Linked DNA regions of Sus scrofa: all the other regions are linked to region 2. Evidence: chromatin contacts called from public Hi-C, HiChIP or PLAC-seq and promoter capture Hi-C data. All regions are on one chromosome and are shown on one strand. Each heading gives the region's core, a stretch centred on a gene start, on an enhancer-like site or on the middle of the called end of the contact. The rest is flanking DNA. Distances are from core to core; before and after follow the strand shown.

Region 1 (2,700 bases), core at 27-2,526, 490 kb after region 2:
AACCACCTGATAGGGACATCTTACCTTCACAACATTCAATGATTCTCATGTTTCTGGGAAACAATTCAAACTCTTTACCCCAGCATCTACTTTGGGGTTAGGCAGATCTAGGTTTGAATTTCAGGTTCAAGTATTCTGCAGCAGTGTGGCCTCAGACAATTGGACTTTCAAAGCCTTTGTTTTTCTCAGGTGTCTAAGCTCACTGAGGGCAGGGTTATTTCCCCAAACACAATGCCGGGCACATAGGGAGCGCTAATTAATGCTGAATGAAGGGAAAGCATTTTAAAATCCACATCAAAAAGCTGTCCCTCCTTAAAAATAAAATAAAATCCTGATATGCTGTGCCACTTCCAACCAAATTTGATTTCTGTCTTTATTTCCTGATAATCACAATCCCAGGGCTGGGCACCAGGGATGAAGGCTGGTTCTGCCTGGCGTCCCCACCCCTTTAGGGATCCACACTATCAGGGATCAAATCCTGGCCATACCCCTGAGCAATTAGGTGACCTTGGGAGCGTTATTTAATTTATGGAAAATCTGTGTTCCTGATGGTTTTGTTCTCAAGGGTTAATGAGCACCACACTTGGAAAGGGTCGGGCGCGTATTAAGTGTTCGCCAAATGTTAGCTATCGTTAACCTCCTTCATCAATTCAAGACCGTGGTACTCCACTTTGTGACTCTCAATTTTGTATGAGAAAAACGTGCTTTATGCGTTGGCGAGAAAGAGTTGCTGAATCCCCGCGTTTCAGAAGTGGAAGGAACGAGTTCGGTGCCTATTTTACCGATGAGGAAGTGTAGGGGTGACGTGTCCTCGAGTCTTATTCAAGACACTGCCACAGCTTTTTACTGAAGGTAAGACCAGGGCCCCGGGGGTTGCTGTGGTCAAACTGAAGGCAGAACAGAGGAGCATTTAGTTACAAAAACGGTCAACAATTCGGGTGTAACTAAGTTCGTTGAGCAGTACATCAAATGAGCCAGCCGTCAGACCTAGCGAAACCAAGTTGCTAACGAACTGGCTCTTTACTTAAGGGGCTATTTTATAGAGCCCGCTCAGCCAGGACAGCTTCAGTTAACAAACTCCCGCAACGCTTCCGCAGGACCGGAAAGCTCCGAGCCGTGAGAGATGAATGGAAACCAGAGTTCAGGGCGCGCCTCGCGGGGGGCGGAGCGCCGATGGGCAGGGGCGGGGCATTATGAGTCACGTGCCTACGCTTGAGGCGGGCGCGTGGAGGGAACTCTAGATGTGATTGGTCCGTCGTAACCAGGTGACCAAAGGACGCGTTCCGGTTGGCAGGGGCCAGCCAGGCGAGGCTTTCAGTCGGGAGGCGGCGGCGGAAGGAGGAGGAGCTCCGGCTGCGCTCTCTCCCGGCAGTGGCTGCGCGTCTCAGCGTTTGTCGGGTCCCCACCCCTTTTAAATAAGCCGGTCTGGTCACCGCCCTCACAGACTAGTTGGCTCCGGGGAGGCGGCAGCGGCGCGGCGGCGGGGGTGCGGCCGGGGCCGGAGCCCTGCCCCGGGCCCGGCGGCGGGGCGGACGGGCGAGTGGGGCCGAGGCCGCGTCTGCATGCGCGGCGCAGCCCCGGCATAGCCCGGGGCTGCCCGTGCCGGCCTCGCCATTGTTGGGGGAGGGGGCGGTTGCTGAGAACGGCGGAGTCGCAGGGCGAGCCGAGGAGGTGGCGGCCAGAAGCGGAGGCGCCCCATGGGGAACACGTTGTCCTGTTGCTTGTCGCCCAATGCCAGCCCCAAGCTGGGCAGGCGCAAGGGGCCGGTGGAGCCAGACTACGAGTCTGAAGTCTGTGAGGCGGCGGCTGGGGACGCGGTGGCAGTAGCTTCCGCGCCGGCTGCCGTGGAACCAGCTGAGTTGGATTACGGAGCCGGCGAGGGCCACCACCTGCAGCACATCAGCGACCGGGAGATGCCCGAAGGTAAGGCGGTGGTAGGCGCACCTCGCCCCTCGCGGGGCCGGCTGCATCTGTTCTCGGGCTTACCTCTGGCCTCCGCCGCCCCCAGGGTTCCCCCGGGAGGGAGCCGCCGCCTAGGGCTCCTTCCTGCCCGGAGCTGGCTTTCCCAGGGCTGGGCACCGGGGATGAAGGCTGGTTCTGCTTGGCGTCCCCACCCCTTATTCTTTTCCCGTCGCGTCCAGCCAGTCTTTTTTCCTCTAATCTACCCGAAAGCCCAGTTCTTTCCCCCATTCCCATTTCCCACCCCAGTCTGAGACCCTCCGGTCTGCGACCCTTCCTGTTTGCGGCTCTTTATTAACGCCTGGTGGGACTTTATAAAGACTTTCTGGTATAGTCTCTGTATTCTCAGTGAAAACTTAAATAACCCAACTATGGCGTATCCATCCCACCTCCTTATCCTTACCTATCCAGATGGTACCTAAGTGAAGGAACCAGGTAAGGTAGTTAAGGCAGTTGATACAATTTAGACGCATTCCAGAATTTGTTATTTAAGTTCAAAATAGAGATCGACAGAGTCTATATGGCGTTCTTCGGTAAAATTATTTGAATTTTAACGTTTTCAGTCGCCCTGATAGAAGCTGCTTTCTTCCTTCTAACTGTAATTTGAGCACGAAAATAAAGAAAATGATTGGGGGCGGGGGGCTTCAAATAAGTGCGAACGTTTGAAATGTTACTGCCACGGCTGCAGAGAATAGTTTTTTTACCCAAATTCGAACCCACGGGGTTCTGATTACTTTCAAA
Region 2 (2,960 bases), core at 19-2,518:
AATCCTTACTGAGAAAACCACCATTTCCGCAGCAGATCTAGCACTTTCCACTGACCAGCACTTTCTTTATTCCACTTCACAAAGCCCAGGGAACTTGTCACCAGCCCCACTTCCCCCTTACTGGGACACCCAGCCAACTTGGCATCAGTGCCCTTCAGCATCTTAGGAGTTTCTTAACTAGTCCTCTAAGACAAAGTCAGAGGCATGGAAGTACACATCACCCTTTGTCAGAGGTTGTGCCAAGTGGAGAGGGACCCCTCCAAAAAAAGAGAAGCAAGGACACACATAGAGAAGGTGTTCTCTTTCTGAAGACGTTGCACTGGAAAGACCTACAATGCACGTTCAGCATTAGACAGATAACATCTTCCAGTCCTCCTCGGAAATATCCTCAAGTATCTCTTATCACTGGGCTCCTCTTCTTTCTGCCCACCTTCTAATCTCAAAATCAAGTTTCTATTCTTTACAGATACTCCCTAATTACTGGGAAAACACTCCGCTTTGCTCCTACCGCCTCCCCTCCACCTGACGGTCGTTAGCACAGTTGAAAGAGATGAACCTGATTTAAGGTTCAAGATTCAAGTAGGTAGAGCTCCTGCATATAGGGAAGCGGTACCTGTCACCGACGACTTGTAACCCAAACCACCTTCCCAACCCTCTCCTCCGAACCCCAGAAGTTAGGGAGGTCTCTGCTGGGGGACACTGAGCTCGACAACGTGTGCGCAAGGATGCGTGTTGGCGACTGAAACGCAGGCAGCTCAGACCGGCTGCTCAGCTCGGCACACTAAGGGGTTAGGGGGTGGGTGGAGAGGTAAGCAGATGACTGTTTCCGAAAACATTTTAAATAACAAACAGCCAAAAAGGGGGAAAAAAATAAACAACAACAACACAAAATTCAACCCCAAGCCCACACCAACGCAGCCCCTGCGCCTCCGCCGCCGCCACACGATTTACACAAGTAATTTAAATCATTCACCTGCTGCCAGGTCTCCTCCAGGGATGGCAAAGCTGAGAAGTAGCCGGTGTCGTGGACAAGTTGTAGCTCCTGGAATATACTATAACTAGCCAACACGTCCATGCTGCTGCTGCCGGGCAAAACGGGAGGAGAAACCCTCCCCCGAACACAGTTGGGTCTGTTTGTTTGTCAGTCTGTCTGGCTCACCCCCCAAGAAGGCAGACATCCAGTGGCCCTTTTGTTTTGTTTTGTTTCAGTCAACTAAAAAGGAAAAAAAAAAAAAATCAATGCAGGAGAGAGGGAGAGAGGAGGTGAGAAAGGAGAGACTGAGTGGGGCGGATGGAAAGAGGCATCCAGCGTGTACAGTGCAGACGGCTGCCAGGAAAAGGGGACTTCTCCACGGGAGTAACAATTCCCTTCCAGGGCTCTAATCACTCCAGCTCGTGGATCAGGAAGGGGGATGCAAACTCACTGACACGAAGCTGCCATCTATTTCTGCAGCGCTGTTCGCTCCTAATGCAATCTTTGCTCTTTATTTTGGGAGGTTGCATTTTTTTTTTCTCGCGATCGCTTCTCTCCCCCCCTTTCCTTCCTCCCCACCCCCCACCCCATCCTTGCTAGTTTGTAGTCTTCCCCCCCTCCTTTTCTCCTCCTCCTGCTCTTCCCCCTCCCCAAACTCCCTCCCTCCGCCCGGCTCTCCGCGCAGCCGTGGGATCTCGGAGGAGGGCGTCCATTAGGCCGCGTGTGACCATGTAAGGTAAACAGGGGGCTCATGAAGTCACTGAAGACCAATGGGGAGCACGAAGCGAGGCCTGGGGCGGGGCTTGGTCCTGGCGACGGGCTTGGATTGGCGCGCTGCGGATCTCCCTGCTGCCTTACAAGGCGGTGCGAGGCGAGCTATTTTTAGAGGGCTATATAAGGGGGCTGAGGCTGCCGCCGGGCTGCCGGGTAACACGAGCGCGAGGGACGGGGAGGGTCGCGGCGACACTTGCGCTGGCTCCGGGGACGCCGAGGCGGCCGGGATCGGGCTGCACGCCGGCCTCCGACCCTCGCTTTGGTGCCTAGCGGAGCCAGGGCGTTCGGAGCCGGTTCCCCTGAGAAGGGAAAGGGTCGCATGTTGCCGTTCTGGCGTGGACGCGGCCGGTCAGGAGGTGAAAGTCCAGAACGCTGGGTTAAGATGCCTCCTGGAGGAGGAGCGGGGCGGGGGACTGAGAAGCCAGCGTGGGGAGGAGGGCCGGCCACTTCCCACTCCACCTACCTCCTAGGCCCGGGGGCGGGGAACCGCGAGGGAGGGGCAGCGCAAAGGACTTCCTCACTTCCTAAAAGATAAACCGGCGTGGGGGGCGGGAAAGAAAAAGTCACCAAAAGCCCCTTCACGAATTCCCCACAGGCTGCCAGGGTGCAGAGAAGAAGCGCCAGAGGAGAAAGTGCCGCTCACAATGGAGCAGAACAAAGGGGAGCGGAGCGCAGAGAGCAGCCTGTGCCCGCCCCGCGCCCGCACGCAGTCCCCGCCCCCCACGCCCCTTGGCGCCGCGGTGCGCCCCCCGCCCCCCAGCCTGTCCTGCCTTCTGACCCCGTGAAGGGGGAATGCAGCCGGGGTCAGACCCCCAGTTAGCGCTGACTGGAAGGGGACACTTTACTGGAGTGTGTTAAAGACAATAGAGGGAAGCTGGGTGGACGTGGGGTGCAGGCTGGAGCTGGCAACTTGCTCTGGTGTTAAAGGCAAGGCTCCCCATGTGGCTTGGAGAGAGGATGTCTACCTGCCCAAAGTGCGGTGGTGAGAGGAGAGGAACCGAATTACTTTCTGAAGCTATCATATAGAGTTTTATCTATAGAGACCCTGTTGTCTCTTAGGTGAAACCCTTGCACTACGCACGTTGTTGGGGTTGAACAGTTGTTTGCTTGACCTTAAGTGGTTAGTCGTTCAAGCTTCCCCAAAATGCACTGAGAGCTGAACTTCCACTTCTGGAATGATTGCAGAATTTGGTATTTCTTCAGAGATGAGAAA
Region 3 (2,748 bases), core at 10-2,509, 260 kb before region 2:
ATGTATTGACTTATGCAAAACTAAAGGAATAGGCATTATCAAAGCGTTAGTGTTTCTGAAATTTGATTTTAGGCTCTTGGAAGGGCCCTCCAGTGCCCCCTGGGACACTTGGAGAATTATTGTGCTGAGTTCAATCCATTTGCTTTGGAGCCCTGGAAGAGCCTCTGCTTTCCCCTGGGGCTGGAAGGAATCACTGGCTTTCTTTCAGGTCTCCTCTGGCACCCTCTCACCTGGTCTCTCCTTCAGAAAGAGACGTGACCCACTGATGCCCACCTGCCCCTCCCCCCACCCTCCTACTGTTTGTCTCCTTCCTCCACTGCCAGGCACCTGCAGGAAAAAGTTTATCCCAGCTGCTTCCATTTCCACACTGTTCATTTTTCTTCCTTAAACCCTTCAACCCGCCATTATCCTCACCCCAAACACTGTAAGTTCAAAGTTGTCACGAGACATGTTTCTACAATATTGTCTTAGCCTCTTTGCTGAAAACTCTATCTTGTCCTGCTTTACTTTACGCCACCTTCCTGCTTGAAAAACAGTCACAGTGACGGTGAATGACTTAAGCTTAAGAACAAAGACCTAAAGGCATAAGTTATTCATAGGGTCAGCTGAATGAGGACTTAATGCGTTGGTCTAGGCACGCTGGACTTGTGCGGACTGGCACGCTGTTTGCGCAGCATGATAAGTCCTCTTAAGAATAAAAGAGGAGCCCCATAGCCCCAAGGGGTTTATGATGGGTCGTTAGCTGGATATGCATTAGCAAAGAAGAACCGAGGTGCAAACCTAGGCAGATAGGCATGCCTTTTTCGGAAGCACAGTGAAGATTCTCTGGAATGCTATGCATAGATGGCTGACGCCAAGCTTCCTCATATGCTAATGATTGTTAAATGCCTAAAGGTCAGAATAAAAGCTTAATCAGCGACTTTAAAAATAACTTAAAAAAAAACCTATATCCTGAACCTACAACCCCTTTCTCACATGACATAATCCTAAAAAAACACAATAAAAGCAGTGTGGTTTCTTAAGGCAGTGCTCTTGGTCCCTGAGACCTTGCGTCCCCCGGTTCCCACATTTACTTAAGATAAATGTCTCTGTGTCTTGTTTTATGTTCACTTTTTTCCTTAAGTTTCACAGCACCCGTTCTTCGGCCCCATCCTGCTGAGCTGGTCTCGGCACAAAGTCACCAAATGACCCCTAGTCACTAGTCTAATCCTTACTTAGTCTGCTCTACCAACTTCTTAGCACAGGATCAGGTCCAGATCTGATTTCCCTTGTCCTCTGCCACCAGAGAACCAAAGTTCTGCTTTCCTCTCTCGTGACTGTTATAAACAGCTTTGCTTCAGCAAAACTGGTGACTCCATGTTTCCTGAAGGCATTTACGCATTATTGCATTAAGCAGAGATAGCAATTTTCTTATTAGGCTGATGAAGTATGGCTTAGAGTATCAGTAAAATAAAGGCCCAAAGGATAAAGTGACGCTTCAATTAAACGATCCAGATTTTTTTTCCCCCAGAATTTTTCTATCAGAAATTCTAGAAAGAAGCTGTCGTGATTTTAGCACACATGAGCAATCTGGATTTTAGAGTTGAGGGTGTGTGTGTTTTTATTACATAAGGCATGAGTTAGAAGGTATTTTTTCAGTATTTAGTGCTTGAATGCCTCTAATTGGGCTGAAGACTGGGAATGTTTTCTAACACATGGAGATTGGGTGACCTCATGCATAAAATGGAGGTGCCCATGGTACCTGCTTGAGAGTATTGTTCGGAGCACTAAAGAAATGATGCACATAAAATGTTTAGCATACTGGTGCTCAGTAGGTACTAGCTATTATAGTTGCTATCATTGCAGTTGCTTAGCCTCACCATCATCCCAAATGTATTAGATCCCCAGGGGCTGCTGTAACAAAGCACACAAAGTGGGTGGCTTGAAACAACAGAAATGTATTCTCTCACGGTTCTGGAAACTAGAAATCTAAGCCCAAGTGTCAACAGGGCTGTATTCTTTTTGGAGGTTCTGTGGGGGATTCTGCTCTGTGCCTCTTCTAGCCTCTATGTCTGCCGGGAACTTCTGGTGTTCATTGGCTGATGACCCCATCACTTAGATCCTCTGCTCTGTCTTCACATTGCCTTATCTTCTCTCTGGGTGCTCCAGATCTCTGTCTCTCCCTTAAAAGGACACTTGTGATGACACTTAGGGTCCACCCAGAGAATTCAGCCATCTTCTCATAGTAGATCCTTCTCTTAATCACCTCTGCAAAGACCCTTCTTCTAAGTGAAGTGACATTCACAGGTTCCAAGGAGTAGGATGTAGACATGTCTTTGGAGGCTGCTATCATCCTAGCACACCAAATTAGAGGCTTCTGGAAAGGAGTGACCTGTTTCCTTCATCTGTGTACTTCCCACCATACCTAGAACTCTGAATAGAAGAGGATGAGCTCAAGGGGGTTCATACATTATTCATGAGTAAGTAAATAAGTCAATTGGACCAATGATGAATGTGTGCATGCCTCAGGTCTAACTTGAAAAAATCAAAACAGAGGGGGGTGTCCAGCCAACATCCATTGAATGAAAAGCCCCATATGAAAGATTTTGTAACTAGCCAGTAGTTTGATAAGACTATTGATTGAATTATTAGAATTATTTAAATTTTCAATTAAAAAACTGTAATGGCTACTAAGCTATGATCCATGCAGTCCAGTCCTGTCCTGAGTGGTTTCACTCTCAAAGAAGCAGAGCCCACCAAGGGATTCCA
Region 4 (3,035 bases), core at 377-2,876, 410 kb after region 2:
CAATCTATTTGGTGGTAAGGGAACAGGGAATTGATTCTAATAGTTTTTTTTGTTTTGTTTTGTTTTTTTGTCTTTTTGCCTTTTCTTGGGCCGCTCCTGTGGCATATGGAGGTTCCTGGGCTAGGGTTCGAATTGGAGCTGTAGCCATCAGCCCATGCCAAAGCCACAGCAACACAGGATCTGAGCCGCGTCTGCAACCTACACCACAGCTCACAGCAATGCCAGATCTTTAACCCACTGAGCAAGGCCAGGGATCGAACCCTCAACCTCATGGTTCCTAGTCAGATTTGTTAACCACTGTGCCACTACAGGAACTCCTAGAAATTTTTTTGAAGGGAGTGGGATGATGAAATGTTTTCAATTGAGTGTGGCGACAGTTGGGCCACTCCGTGGATTTACTTAAGAAAAAAAAAAACAAAAACCAAACTACTTTAAATAGATGAAATGTACGGTATAGAATTATATCCCAATAAAACTATTATTAAAAAAAAATAAAGACCAGTCTTATAATCAGTTGCTGGAGGCTCCCCCCGGGGGTTACTTACCGCGTCCCAAACCACGGCAGCGACTCCCAGCTGCTTCCAGTCCTGCTGGATCTGGATCCTGTGGTTTGCAAAGGAGAAGGTGGCAAGAGGCTTGTGGAATCTCTGCAGCCCCATTCCTGCGGTCTCCTCATAGGGCACCAGGGCCATCTCGTCCGAGCCCAGCTCCCTGCTCCCTCAAAGCTGTGGAGCAAAAGAATTCTGCGTGATGCTTCTAGCCAGAAAAAGTATTATTACCTCTTAAGTAGCTACAATTGCTTTCTTAAGGTCATTTTACGAGTTCAAAATAATTAACACTCGAGGAAAGAAGCCTTTGTCTCATTCCTTTTACATGGCTCTTCTGGGAAGTGAGATATCGCTCTGAGTTCGTGCTGTAGCCGCTCGACGAATTCGCAGCTGAGCGAAGAGTGAGCAAAGTAGAGGTGACAGCCCAGGACTGCGGAGAAAGTAGCGCTTTCTAAACTGCCGGGGCCCGTGTAGACTGCAGCTGCAAGCCGCTGCGTTGGGCAGGGCATTATATTGTTGTTTCTTTCTTGGTCTTCCTTGCTCTCTCTAAATCGTTGCGTTCAAGAGCGACCCCACAGACGTCTGAACTTAAATGAAGGGTTAACGGTAAGATTATCCCGCTTTACGACACCAGCCGGCTATACACGCTCAACGCAGTTACATTTCTTGCACTGGAAGTGAAAGACGCTAGTGGATTCCGAGTCGCTTTCAGCGAGCGAGACCCCGGGTCCAGGATAGATTGGGGCACCGCGGCTCGGAGACCTCCTCATAGTCTTGACCCCCGCCCGCCCCACTGAAGGTCCGACAGGTACGTACGTCCTTCCCGCGGGCCCCAAAGCTGCGGGAACCGGCGGGATCGGGCCGGGAGCTACGGATCCCCAGACGCGCGGGCTTCCTGCCCCATCTCGGGAGCGCCCGCGGCCTCCCTGCCGAAGGCCGAAGGCGCGCTCAGCGTCCCAAGAGCCGGGCGGGCTACACACCCCGGCCGGCAGCGCAGCCTCCCCTCTACCTACGGCTCCCGAGGCGGCGCCGGGTTGGTGCGCGCGTTGCTCTCCCCGCCCCGAGGTCGGCGGCGGAAATGACCCGCGCGCGGAGGTGGGCAGCCCGCGCTGGGGCCACGCGTTTCCGGCTCCCCGCCTTCCCAGCTCCCCGCCTTCCCAGGACAAGTGCTGGCTGGGGGCGGGCCCTCCCCCGCGTGGGTCCCCAGGGGATTGCGGCCAAGTCAGTTTCCCGGGGGGCCCGGGAGAGCGAGGTGCAGAGCCGCGGGCGGGAGCGCCGAAGGCGTGGGTACCGTGGCGACCGGGGAGTGGGAGGCCGCCCACCTGGTGCTGGGGCCGCTTATCTATGCGCTCGTTTTGGCGCGCGCGTCTTTTTGTGTGTGTTTCTTAAACGTGTGTGTTTGCCTGTTTTTAGTTTTAAGGGTGGCTAGTTAGCGGGTGTAGGAGAAAATTCGCTCCAAAGAATACGTGGTCACCCATCCGTCCTTGTATTAGCAAAGTGAGGTTCGAATTGGTGCAATCCGGCGCTCCGTGGCGGTAGAGTGGGAAACGTGACAAAGCCCTTCTCAACTAGAGAGCAAAAGCCGAGCGGGGCGCCCGGTGTAGACCGGAGGTCCAGGTCTTCCTTCCTCCCCGGACAGAAAGTTAGCGCCCCTGGCTTGGGAACGAACACCCGTTCTCCAGACGAAAGTTGCTGAGAGTGTGGCACCTGGCCGCAGGCCCTTGGGAAGCGCTCAGCTTGAAGTGAGCACCCAAGAATGTGACGGCGGCAGGGGCCGCATCCTTCTCTCCGAAAGATTCTTTCTCTTCTCGGATCTGGACTCCCAGCCGCCGTGACCCCCCCGCCGCCGCACTCTCAGGAGAGGGCGATTTTCAGCTCTCCCTGCACGTTGGAATAAACCGGAGCGCTTTTCATCTCCGCAGACCAGGACTCTGCCAGGGGAAAGTTTCAGCTGGTGTGCGGTGGGACCCGAGCCTTGGCATTTTTTTTTAGAGCTTTCCTGGTGATTGCGCCCCGCGGCCACTGGTTAGAAGCTTGAGCCAGACCTAAACCACCCCCTCTCCTCGCATCCCGCAGGGGGCGTGCCGGGCTCTGTCCACATTTCCTTTTCCTTCCTGGAGGAGGGAGGCGTGGGTGGGGCCCTGGGACTGCAAAGTTGATTTGAACGGAACTTTGAAGGTCACTGGTGAAGGTCTTTTACTCTTTTTTTTTTCTTTAGCTTTGCTTCTTTATTATTAATTTTTTATGTGATTGAGTTTATTTTTGAGAGCAATGTTTTTTATTTTATAATGATTTTTATTTTTTCATTATAGCTGGTTTACAGTGTTTTGTCCATTTTCTACTGTACAGCAAGGTGACCCACTCACACATACATGTATACATTCTATTTTTGAGGGCAATTTTAAGTTCACAGTAACGTTGGCAAGATTTCCCACACACTCTCTGTTCCATGCATAGCCTCCCTCATTATCAACATCTCCCGCTAGG
Region 5 (2,742 bases), core at 89-2,588, 330 kb after region 2:
AAACGGGTTGTGAAAAGACAGCGACACGGGATGGTGCGGGGCGGGGCGGGGAGGAAGGGAAGACATTCCGAGAGTGTTAAAGAGCAACCTCGGTCAGAGCAGGTCATAGCTAGGAGGCCAAAGATGTGACCGACGGGCCTGGCCACCCTCGCTGCCGCGCTAAACCCCGCCAGGCGCGCGAAGTCCCAGAGCTTCTGCCCCCCGAAACAGAATAGCCCCACTGGCGGCCGCCAGGTTTCTCACTGGATTCTCAGAGCAGAGCCAGCCAGCCTGCCCACAGAGAGGGAAAACCCTCCCCACCAGGACCCACGACGCCCGTGGGCAGGACCGGGTCAGCGCCGCGGCCTTGAGGCCCATCGCCCGGCCGAGGCCCCAGGGGTCAGGGGCGACCGCAGAGCCGCAGCAGCCTTCCTCCCCGCCTCGCAGGACTGCGGACCCGGAGCTGCGTCACCCTCGTCCCGGCAGCGTCTGAAAGTCCCCGAGCCGGCGGTGCTCCGAAGCCCAGACCCGGCTCGCCGTAGCCGCCCTAGAACCCGCCGCTTACCGCCGAAAGGCAGCCGGCGCGGGGGTTTCCAACAAGCCGTCGACACCCCTCGGGAATTCCCCACCCGGCCACACACAAGCCCAACTTCTTCCTGCAAATTTCCGCAGCCGGTTTTATCCGTCTATACCCAGCGAGGAGACGTAGACCACTCCTCCCCACCCTGCCGCCCGCCCCAGCCCACCTTCTCCTTCCCTCATCCCGCGGAACCCCTCCGCCGCGCCCGAGGGAACCCGAAGGTCTTCGGCAAGTTCCGCCTCCAGAGCGGAGGGCGGGGCCGCTCGAGCTCCACCGGGCCGAGCTCGGCTGTTTCCGTGCGCGGCCGCTGCGCACTCGGCACTGGGCGGCGCTGGCTGGCTCCCTGGCTGCGAGTCCTCAGTCGGCGGCGGCTGCTGCTGCCTGTGGCCCGGGCGGCTGGGAGAAGCGGAGTGTTGGTGAGTGACGCGGCGGAGGTGTAGTTTGACGCGGTGTGTTACGTGGGGGAGAGAATAAAACTCCAGCGAGATCCGGGCCGCGAACGAAAGCAGTGACGGAGGAGCTTGTACCACCGGTAAGAGGAGCAGGAGGAGGAGGCAGGAGCCGGAGAGAGCCGGGGGGACGGAGGGGGGACGGGGAGGCGCCGGACACCCGCGCTCGGGGCCTTCCCCTCGCAGGAGGGGCCGCGGTAAAGATGGAGCCTCCGCCCGAGCCCCACACCATCGCCGCCGCTCGCAGCGAACAAAGAATAATGGCGGCGGACTGGAGCCAGCGGCGGCCGGGGCGGCAGCGACTCTGCCTGCAGCCAGCGGCGGCGCTCATGGCGGGGGGCGGCGGGCGGGGTGGGAGCCGGCGGCCGGGGGTGTGTGCGGGCGGCCGGCCGCGGAAAGCTGGCGCCCGCGTTCCCGCCGCCGCCGCCGCCGCCGCCGGGCCGGGCGCGGAGCCGGGAGCCCGGAGCCCGGAGTCGCCCCGGGGGAGGCCGCCCGCGGGCCCGGCCCGGCCCGGCAATGCCCACCGCGCCGCTCGCCGGCCCCCGCCGCCCGCCTCGCCCCCGGCCCAGCCTGACCCGGCCCGCTGTCCGCCGGGGCAGCGCGCCGGGGTGCCCGCGGGGGGTGGAGGAGGAAGAAGGCGACAGTTGAGGGCAGAGGAGGTGAAGGTGCCTGCCTTCCTGGTCGCCTCCGTGTCTGCCATGCCCGCTTCGCGAGGGGAAGCGCTGCTGCGTCTGACCTACTCTCCTCTCCACTCTCTTTGTGCAATAAAGTTCGAAACCCAAGGTTTCCTCTCGTACTGTATTTTATTCACGCCTTTTCCCTCGGCTCCCACCCCACTGGGAAAATGCTGTTTTCTGTGCTTTTCTGCTTAGATGAGGCGATGAGAACTCGCGCTTTTTAAGATAATTTTTGACTCTTTGCTCACCCTCTTTTTTTTTTTTTTAAGTTAGTAGTCATGGAAATGCATTCTTTGGGGGAGGAAGGGGGTGCTAAGAAAAACATATTTGTAATAACTTTTTAAAAACTGTTGGGATCTTGTAAAAGGGAAGCTGATGTTTGAGAACAAGTTTCGGTTTTAACCCTTTTCAATAAGGTTAATGCTCACTTGAGAGCTATCATTCTGAAACACTTCGTTGAAACGAATATTAGGCGATGTACTTTTGTTTTACATCACTTTTTTTTTTTTTTTTTTGGCCTGACGTGCCTTTGGCGTTGGGTCTTCAAGATCTACCCTCGAACCCCTACCGTGTTTCTCACGCAAATAAGAGATTGGTTAATACTAATTCTAAAAATAGGTATCTAAAAGTATCCATTATCTGTCTCCTGTACTAGGTAACCCCAGCCTCAGACCGACAATAATTTAAACCACAAGATTTATTTTTTCTTTGCCTGTTAGGGAAAAGGGACAGCAGAAAAGTCATTGACACATCAAAGATTAAAAGACAATTTTTAAAGGACCAGAGATATGACCTATTTAAGTTTGTCTTACTTCCCTTCTTGAGAAGTTAGAATTTCGTGCTAGCCTTAGCTTGCTTCATTTCTGCCTTCTTAAAGTTAAGTATAAAAGATGCTTTTCGTCGCCAGCTATTGAAATCTTTTACACTCATTTCCTAATTTGAAAGTAAAGCCAAAATGGTTATTTTAGGTGGTACAAAAGACGAGCTCGGATTTGTTTTCAAAATATCTGTCACAGTGTGATAGAATTGTGATTGATACAAGGTTTCTTGTTAGGAA
Region 6 (2,768 bases), core at 231-2,730, 270 kb after region 2:
CCGATTTTACAGCTGAGCGGCACCCAAGTCAAACATCTTGTCACCTCAGCCCCAGATCTCAACTCCCTGCCTTCAGCTCCCCTGCTCTGAGGGCCCCTCATACACACGGTGGCTGGGCTGTCCTTAGGTCTGATTAATTTCTTTGTCACTCATTAATTAGGATGTGGGGATGGGGGGGGGTTGCCACTTAGAGTGAGGCAAACCCTGGACCTCTATCACAAACTCGGAGGGTTTTCAGGGCTTTGTAATTCGTAGGGGAGAGGAAAATAGGAGGAAACTAAGAAGGGGCTGGAGAGGAAGGGATCAGATAAAAACAGGGGCCAGGGGAGTGGTCTGTGACCATCTACTCAGACACAGGAGAGGTGAATCCGTGCTTCCCCCTAACGCTCTCCCCCCTCCTCCTCTGACTATTAACTTAACCTAAAGTCCTAACAAGAATTGATCAGCTAACAAATAGATCCAAAGGGGCTAACGGGGTTGATGTGATGTATCATGGGAAATAATGAGTCATGGAAAATTATGAATGAAAAGCAAGTGTGATCAATATATGACAATAGGTATGAGAGGGAGGTGACGATTCCTAGGCACTGACTCCTTTGTTTCGCATCCTGACTGATGGAGTTTGGGACAGTTTATCGGAAACCCAGCACCTTGGTGTGTTGAGTATTTTAAGCCGATGGAGTTTGGGGAGACAGCAGGTACAGGAAGGGCTCTCTGGCCTCCTTCCCCTACGCTTCCCGCATAAAGCAGGCCAGAGCCTCCTATGAGAAGCGCCACCTTGTACACGGAGGAAAGGAGCATCCTTATCTCTCAAGGGGGAAGGAACAGAGAAGAATCCCAACCAACGGGCCTTCCTAAGTCCCCGGTTACTACATTTAGCTCATACTCCCCATCCTGTCTTACCTTCCACAACTCTCCATGTCATCCACCCTGGCAGAAACTCTCAGTTTTAACTCTTGCAGTTCCTCATTTGCTATGGAGGCTCCTGAGTCACATAAAACTTATATTAAATAAATGCATATGCTTTTCTCCTGTTCATCTGCCTTTGCACTGGCGTAATTTTTGGACCCAGCCGGGGACCCCTCGAGGGTGCATGCAACCTCTTCTCCTCTACGTGGCATCATCAGCAGACCATGTGATCTGGCCTAGGCTGAACCCTGTGACCCACACGGGCAGCCGGCCTGCTTAGTTAGTCTTCCGCCTTCTCTTTTGCCTTCTGGCTAAAACCAAATGCTAGGATTTCATGTGTGTGTCCTGTGTTTCTTCTCTTAGTCATGTGATCCTCTCTTTAAATTTGGGGGGGCGTGGAGAGTGGAGGCTGCCGAAAGATGTTGTGAGCATGAAGAGTGATCACGTGGCCCGTGAACCTCAGAGGGTGTTCACTGAGAAAGGAGAGGCCCAGCTGGTGTGCAGGCCTTCCTGCCTGTGCCCTGCTGAGCTGGTGATATACTCTGTACCCTAGCCCTGCTAATGATCTGCCCAAGATGCTCTGTGTGGATGAGCTCACCTCTATGGCAAACTCTACTAGGTGGAATCCCAAATTCTAACCAGGTCTCTTCATTCATGAAAGGATGGTTTTAGTTAATGATTTACCCTTTCAAACACGGAGTCCCCGTACAGGATAGACTCCATGCTTCTCAAGTGCCTGTTAGCCAGTAACAGAATTCTGTAGAAATAATTTCTTTTTTTAAAAAGTCTGTCATTGGCATTATAATCTAAAACACAGCAATTCAGCCTCTCTGGCCATCTTCACGTGCGTTTTTTGCACACAGAATTAAATTGGAAGGTCAGAGCCATCAGCAGTCTCTCCAAGCATTTTCTTGCTTGGTAGGCAGGCAGGGAAGTGCCTCATTCTGGTGTCTGTCCGTTAGGCCAACATCACATTCCCAAGTTCTCTAGCTGCCACATTACTTGAACCGGGTCAACTCTGGGAGGGTGAGGTTTGCTTTTCCTTCCTGTAACCTCAGGACTGATTTAATTAAGCATCTCCTCCAGCCCCGATTTATAGTCTGAAAAGTGTTCTTGCAGCAGCCCTTCGATGTGCTATGGTTTTCAATGAGCTGAAATGCAATAAGTTAAATGGAAACACCATTCTGAGTGTCTGCTGCCACCCCAAGAGCGGTTCCAACAGGCGCATTGTCACTGAACATTTTAACTGCAAAGAACTGGATAAACAAGGGGTGGTTTCCTTCGGTTACTTGGCAGAGTTCTGGAAGTCAGAGGAGAGGACGGTTAAACTCCCCCATGGCCTGGGGGGCGGGGAGTGGGAAGCTTCCTGCTGTGAGGAAATAACCTTTTAAACCTTATTTCATAAATCACAAATTCTTTTTTTTTTTCAAGGTAAAAACTAAAAATAAGAAAACCCTAACACATAGGGGTAGAGGAAAAATGGAGAAAGGATGTCCCAGCGTCACTGTCCTCGGTCTGTCTCGAGGGATTTTTTGTTCTCCCATCAGGCCCCAGATGTCCTCCCCTGTTTGACAATCCTGACCCCCCACCCCAACCTGCCACCTAGAAATGAATGAAGCCAAATTCCCCATAGGAAATGCCCTTTCCTAGTCTCTCAAAGGCTTCAACCTCAAAATGAAATCTGACAAAAGAAACAAATTAGATTAAACTGCAGCGCTAAGAGCTTGGGATTGCTCAGATAAAAGACGGCAGAGCGGTTAGGGTGACGCGCAATCATCTTCTGCAACCTGGGGGAAAAACACAAAGTTCCCCTTCCTTCGGCTGTTCTTGCTGGCCCTGGTGCAGTTTTCACTGTCATA

What was found. Promoter capture Hi-C pulls out the DNA fragments that hold promoters and counts their contacts. A called contact is a pair of places that touch in the nucleus more often than the background predicts. HiChIP or PLAC-seq counts read pairs in DNA pulled down with a chosen protein or histone mark.
Region 1: a promoter capture Hi-C map of liver shows a contact between it and region 2, with 2.0 times the contacts expected there. The contact joins the promoter of CCNYL1 here to the promoter of KLF7 in region 2. A contact is called at or near these places in 1 of 5 promoter capture datasets (liver), 2 of 47 Hi-C or Micro-C datasets (embryonic fibroblasts and heart right ventricle) and 1 of 2 datasets of contacts at active chromatin or transcription factors (skeletal muscle).
Region 3: a contact with region 2 is called in a Hi-C map of liver, with 4 times the contacts expected there. The contact joins the enhancer-like site here to the promoter of KLF7 in region 2. A contact is called at or near these places in 2 of 47 Hi-C or Micro-C datasets (fetal skeletal muscle and liver) and 2 of 2 datasets of contacts at active chromatin or transcription factors (alveolar macrophages and skeletal muscle).
Region 4: a contact with region 2 is called in a Hi-C map of embryonic fibroblasts, with 5 times the contacts expected there. The contact joins the promoter of METTL21A here to the promoter of KLF7 in region 2. A contact is called at or near these places in 1 of 47 Hi-C or Micro-C datasets (embryonic fibroblasts) and 2 of 2 datasets of contacts at active chromatin or transcription factors (alveolar macrophages and skeletal muscle).
Region 5: a contact with region 2 is called in an H3K27ac HiChIP or PLAC-seq map of alveolar macrophages. The contact joins the promoter of LOC102167165 here to the promoter of KLF7 in region 2. A contact is called at or near these places in 2 of 47 Hi-C or Micro-C datasets (heart right ventricle and skeletal muscle) and 2 of 2 datasets of contacts at active chromatin or transcription factors (alveolar macrophages and skeletal muscle).
Region 6: a contact with region 2 is called in an H3K27ac HiChIP or PLAC-seq map of skeletal muscle, with 7 times the contacts expected there. The contact joins the enhancer-like site here to the promoter of KLF7 in region 2. A contact is called at or near these places in 16 of 47 Hi-C or Micro-C datasets (adipose tissue, alveolar macrophages, brain and 10 more) and 2 of 2 datasets of contacts at active chromatin or transcription factors (alveolar macrophages and skeletal muscle).

What each region holds. Positions count from the first base shown.
Region 1 is chr15:110,872,636-110,875,335 of Sscrofa11.1, forward strand. CCNYL1 (cyclin-Y-like protein 1) reads left to right here and starts at 1,277. Exons shown (of 8, transcript XM_005672131.3): 1 at 1,277-1,923. The coding sequence starts at 1,698.
Region 2 is chr15:110,377,834-110,380,793 of Sscrofa11.1, forward strand. It overlaps KLF7 (Kruppel like factor 7), which reads right to left and starts at 1,269. Exons shown (of 4, transcript NM_001097487.1): 1 at 974-1,269. The coding sequence starts at 1,075.
Region 3 is chr15:110,120,377-110,123,124 of Sscrofa11.1, forward strand. No RefSeq gene overlaps it. Among named protein-coding and RNA genes, the nearest start is that of CPO, 43 kb to the right of the region's middle. Within about 2 kb of position 1,260, at least 2 of the 83 cell types and tissues checked have an H3K27ac peak or open chromatin away from gene starts, as enhancers often do. A contact at or near this core is called in liver, where this site is marked.
Region 4 is chr15:110,787,840-110,790,874 of Sscrofa11.1, forward strand. It overlaps METTL21A (protein N-lysine methyltransferase METTL21A), which reads right to left and starts at 1,627. Exons shown (of 4, transcript XM_003133611.4): 1 at 1,365-1,627; 2 at 546-725. The coding sequence starts at 692.
Region 5 is chr15:110,704,686-110,707,427 of Sscrofa11.1, forward strand. It overlaps LOC102167165, which reads right to left and starts at 1,339. Exons shown (of 3, transcript XM_021074736.1): 1 at 1,141-1,339; 2 at 726-1,079. The coding sequence starts at 1,339. It overlaps CREB1 (cyclic AMP-responsive element-binding protein 1), which reads left to right and starts at 863. Exons shown (of 9, transcript XR_002339130.1): 1 at 863-1,091.
Region 6 is chr15:110,646,966-110,649,733 of Sscrofa11.1, forward strand. No RefSeq gene overlaps it. Among named protein-coding and RNA genes, the nearest start is that of CREB1, 57 kb to the right of the region's middle. Within about 2 kb of position 1,481, at least 28 of the 83 cell types and tissues checked have an H3K27ac peak or open chromatin away from gene starts, as enhancers often do. A contact at or near this core is called in adipose tissue, brain, liver and 3 more, where this site is marked.